Regions from separate parts of the Pan troglodytes genome. Here region 1 is linked to region 2. A link is a contact called in public HiChIP or PLAC-seq data. All regions are on one chromosome and are shown on one strand. Each heading gives the region's core, a stretch centred on a gene start, on an enhancer-like site or on the middle of the called end of the contact. The rest is flanking DNA. Distances are from core to core; before and after follow the strand shown.

The links. HiChIP or PLAC-seq counts read pairs in DNA pulled down with a chosen protein or histone mark.
Region 1: an H3K4me3 HiChIP or PLAC-seq map of stem cell-derived excitatory neurons shows a contact between it and region 2, with 4 times the contacts expected there. The contact joins the promoter of SLC18B1 here to the promoter of STX7 in region 2.

Annotation. Positions count from the first base shown.
Region 1 is chr5:144,674,644-144,677,360 of NHGRI_mPanTro3-v2.0_pri, forward strand. SLC18B1 (solute carrier family 18 member B1) reads right to left here and starts at 1,448. Exons shown (of 14, transcript XR_681018.3): 1 at 1,201-1,448.
Region 2 is chr5:144,389,152-144,391,851 of NHGRI_mPanTro3-v2.0_pri, forward strand. It overlaps STX7 (syntaxin 7), which reads right to left and starts at 1,276. Exons shown (of 10, transcript XM_518745.8): 1 at 1,141-1,276.

The sequences.
Region 1 (2,717 bases), core at 198-2,697, 290 kb after region 2:
GCACTCTGAAGATATCATTTGCTGAGCTTAGGGCTATTTTGAATATAGCACATTTGATCAAATGGAACACAATCCTTGTACATTACTGCCGTTTTGAAAACGTACTGCTTTCGGCTGGGCGCGGTGGCTCACGCCTGTAATCCCAGCACTTTGGGAGGCCGAGGCAGGCGGATCACGAGGTCAGGAGATCGAGACCATCCTGGCTAACACGGTGAAACCCCGTCTCTACTAAAAATACAAAAAATTAGCCGGGCGTGGTGGCGGGCGCCTGTATCCCAGCTACTCGGGAGGCTGAGGCAGGAGAATGGCCTGAACCCGGGAGGCGGAGCTTGCAGTGAGCCGAGATCGCACCGTTGCACTCCAGCCTGGGCTACAGAGAGAGACTCCGTCTCAAAAAAGCAAAACAAAACAAACAAACAAAAACAAAAAACAAACAAAAAAGATTTCTAAGGCAGTATTGAAGTCAAATGAAGTGTAAGTAGGAGAAAACAAGCTAAATCATTCAGCTGGTGAATTAATATTTACAACGGTACGCTTCTGGATAGACAAGTCCCACAAATTCATAAATACTTTTTTTTTTTACCCTAATTACTGGTCTTTTACATCAGTTAATTTAACACTTATTTCCAGGGCTAAATTGTCATTTAAAAACACGAAATCAATTACTGAGTTCCAAATATCCAAGCAAATCCATCAGCCATTTATAAATTAAATTGTTTTTAGGAAAAACTTAAGAAAAACACATTTGCTTTGCTCTATTTGTCAGAGGTTGCCATTGCAGTCCAGAAGGGAAAAAAAAATCAGTGCAACATGAGGAAGTCTTAGGAATCTTTGTAAAATGTTTGTAGTAGATAAGAAAGGGAAATGAAAGTTAAAAAGAAAGGCAACAACAATGGGTACTTGAAAGGTAACGTTTTACATTTGCCTAATGGCATACTTATTTGAATGCATTAAACACACAGTACTTAAAAGCAGAGGTATAGGTTAGAAAGTCATTAGAAACCGTGACACATATCCAATCCTGGAACTCTACCCCGTCCAGAGAGAAAAGAAACGCTGGCCCGAACCCCACGATCAGGCCCCAGCCTTTTCCAGTCTCTCGGAAACAGATCAAGCTATAAGCAATTCAATCGTTGCTAAAGAGACACGCCGGAAGCCGCCGCTGGTCTCCGGGCTCCCGGCCACGCAATTCATGGTCACCTCCTGGTGCGCGTGGTCCCTCCAGGTCACCCAGCGCCTCCATCCCCGGTGCGTGGACTCCGGCGCCCCAGCTCCCGGCTTCAAGCCACGTCCTTGGACTCGATCTCCAAGGAGCCACTGGCACTCTGGCGGGCGGCCGCTGCTCAGCTGGAACCTGGCATCCCCGACTCCCTGCGGGCAGCGATCCTCCCGGCCCGGAGCTCCGCAAAGCCTTCCAGGACTCTGAGTCCCGGGGAGGCGGCCGGGGGCGGGGCAGGGGTGGAGCAAGGCTCCTTTTTTTTTTTTTTTTTTGCCCCCCCCATTATCTTAATCCACCACCTCAGCTGCTATATCATGGTGTCCTTTTTCATTCTGTGACAGAGAGTGAAAAAAGATGAGTCTATATTCCATACAGCTGTACCCCCCTCGATCTTAAAATAAGTTCAGTTTATTCCTACGAAACGAAAGAAAGGAAGCTTATGTAGACACAGAAAAGGTAGGGAGTACCTCAACTGAAAGACACAAAAGTGAATTAGAAAATTAGGTTATACAGGAACTTTGAAAGAGTGAATTATTTTTCACAGTGGGTAAATGCGGTAGTGTTCGTAATTACTGAAGCCAGACACTATTGAACCGGAAATGAATTAACCTATGTGAAGCACCTGGAGTCGAAAAATATTTGCAAGAATACTAATAAATATCGAGGAAGCATGGTGAAGTGGCTAGGAGTGCGACCTCTGGAGGCAGGTGCCAGGGATTCAAGCCAGGGCACTTGCTGGTTGTGTGTAACTTTGGATGACAAGGTCAGTTTCTCTACCTGTACAACTGAGATTATAATGTTTATCTCGTAGGGCGGCTGTGAGCATTGGCGATAAAGTGTGTTAGTAGCTAGCACATGAACATGATGGCTGCTACCTTACTCTCACACTCACAGTTTTCTTGCATAAAAAATAGGTTTCACTTATTTTCACCGTATTTACTATTTGGGAAGTGTTAAAGCTCGAGGACTGGCTGGGCACGGTGGCTCATGCCTGTAATCCCAGCAGTTTGGGAGGCCGAGGTGGGCAGCTCACCTGAGGTCAGGAGTTCTAGACCAGCCTGGCCAACATGGTGAAACCCTGTCTCTACTATAAAAATACAAAAAAATTAGCCGGGCGTGGTGGCAGGCACCTGTAATCCCAGCTACTAGGGAGGCTGAGGCAGGAGAATCGTTTGAACCTGGGAGGCGGAGGTTACAGTGAGCCAAGATCCAAAAGAATTGTGTGAGGGTAGCTTTATCGACTGAGAATCTGCCTCAGATCCACTGTACAAGGTCAGTTCAAATACACAGGATGGCTGATAGTAAGTTTGTAATTACTGTGCCACCTCATTCCAGCCTGGGTGAAAAAGCGAAACTCTGTCTCAAATAAATAAATAAAGTTTAAGGACTGGGAAATTCTTGTTTTGAAGCCAAAGCAAAACAAAAGACTGAGTTACCACTTTGTGCCAGGCATTATGAATTTAAAAAGGAATGAGCCCCATCCAGACTCTGCCCTCAA
Region 2 (2,700 bases), core at 26-2,525:
CAAAATGAGGATTGATTTTGTTATCAAGAGCAACATAAGTAACATATCTGAGGAAAAATTATGATGTTAATGAGTTAATATGGTATCATATTAACCTCTACAGAAACTGTGAAGTTAAGAGCATAATTCTTAACTAGTCACGAGTCTGAGGCCAACTTCTCAAAGTAGCCTATAAGGCCTGTCCACAACACAAAACACAGTTTAAAACACCGTTATCAGCCTCTGCCCAGGTGTGCTCAGAGAACCTGCAGAAGAAATGTCCACTTCCAACATTGTTAAATAGCACAGCATTTCATAATTACTTTCTTTTCTTCCAGATTCTGGGCAAGTTTTATATATTATATATAATTATAGTCAGAATACAACGATCTGAGGTAAACAAAAATTAACGTATACAGATAAGAGCCAAACAAATGTAAGAAATTTGTGGGAAAAAACACACAGCATTTGATCAGAAATGCAACTTTTTTTCTTTGTCTGAATTTAAAGAAACTAACTAGAAAACAAGGTGGAGGAAATACTAGAAATATTTTATGTATGTTTAAAGGTTTTTATGTAAATTAATTAAAGGTGTATACTAAAAGAATGTCAAAGTATGTTAAAGTCATCAAGCCAAATTAAAAAAACAATACTACGCGCCTCTGAATAAACAAACATACACGGTTCGCCTGCTACAGCCATACATTTTTCAGTTCCTCTATATTCGGGAAGTTTAATGTGTTTTTCAATCCGTGAGTTGAAAAGAGGAAGAGGTCATTTGGTCGTGTCTGGATTCCTGAGCTGGGCCCCAGCCGGCTCTGGCGCCCTCCCCGGGGTGCGCTCCGCCAGCCGTGCGCCTCCGGAGCTCTGCCCAGGGGACCGCGGCGGGTGCGTGGCTGGGTAGGCCCACCTGACCACAGCCGCGCGCACCCGGAATGCGGAACGCGCCGCGCCCTTGCACCCGGCCGGGGGGCGTGGGGAGCCGCAGGCGCTCCGGGAGCTGGGGCAGTCCCGCCCTTCCCAGCCTCCCGAGTGCCTGCTGCAGAGCGCAGGGCGGCGGCCACCTGACCACGCGCACAAACAAGAAGGCGCAGCAGCCGCAGGGGCACCGCGCCTCCCTGTCGCCCGGCCAGGGAGCCCCCCTCCCCAGGGTCCTCTTACCTGGACCTCCACGGCTCCCTCCTACACCTCCGACCGCCGTCACCCACCTACCCCGGAGCCCTCAGCTGCAATTCTCAGCTGATGGGCGGTGGCGTGGGGACGCCCAGTGCGCATGCCCGCAGCACAACTCAGGAAGAAGGCGGGGTTCACCCCTTTTCTATTGGCCCGCGGGGCTGAGTGACAGCGGCCCTCACCGCCCCTCCGGTTCCAAGCTAAGGAATGGGGGTATCAGCAAAATTGCAAGGGAGCTGTTCTTTGAAGCCTGACGTAGAGATGGTGAACGCCTCTTAGCCTACGTGCAAAAAAGGACAGAATGGAGGACAGTTGTCTTCTTTATCTGGTGAAGCCAGCCTTCTTGCACGCGAGTCTTCACCCCGCCCCATTAGCTCTTGCCTGTCTTGTTTGCTAACCTTTAATTGCAGTAGATCGCGTTCACAGCTCTATCGAAAAATGCAAAGGCGAGCACACAATCCTAGCAAGAACAATGAAGGAATAAGTGAAGAGTCATCTCTGGGTGCTCACTTAGTAAACAAGTTTTCCTAGTACATACAAGTCATTCTAAGCATTCCTGAAAAGCAGGGCGTAGTTTTCACAGGGTTTAAAACAAGCAGAGACAGTTCCAATGATAAATATGCAAATATATTGTAATTGTTAGATGAAAAGCATCAATTGCTACAAATGAAAGAAAGCCCTCTCCAAATTAATTAGAAGATAGATCGGCTTAGCCTTTGCCTATATTAAGGCAACACTATTTTCTAAAATGATTACCCGGATAGGTGATATCAAAAGTCCAGACGCACTTAGGTGGAAAAAAACAAAACCCAGGATAGAATTCTGATTGGAACTCACCGACACTAAGTGTGGAATGTTATCTGCTTAAGAGAGATGGACAGAGAAAGAATAACCCTGAAAACGAGTAACCCACAAGATAGGAAATAAACCAGGAAAAGGTAAACTAGAGAATGAAGGAAAAAAAGAGGGAATTGTCCATGATGTCACCTGTTACACAAAGTTCAAGTAAATAAAGAACTGAAAGTAGTGCATTGTACTTGAGAATTAGGAAGTGGCTGGTGAACGTAGGAAGAAACATTTCAATCATTGAAGGAACTCATGAAAGGATCTTACATCCGTGTGAGGTTTAGTGCACTTTCCAAATACCCATTCATATTACCTTTGATAGAACTCTGGACTCTGGGGAGGGAAGGTACAATGCACTACAGAAGAACCTGAGATTAAGTGGCCTCTTCAAGTTGCCCTGATAGTTACTGACTATGCTGGGACCAAAACTTAGCTGTCTGAGCCCTCATCCTGGGCTCATTCCAATTCCTTGTTTTAAAATATGTTATGAGTGGATTCCTTCCAGGTCTTTTGAAAACTTAGAATAAGATTTCATCCTTTGGTATTCAAATGGGAAAAAAAAGAAGTATAGTCTAGACAAACTTGCAAAATTTAGAAGTATTAAGATAAATGAATTACTAAGAGTTCCTGACATGGTATTCCATCTGCGAATCTGGCTGCTACCAAGTTAAATTCAGCCAGGTGTCTTGAAACTGGTAGGGC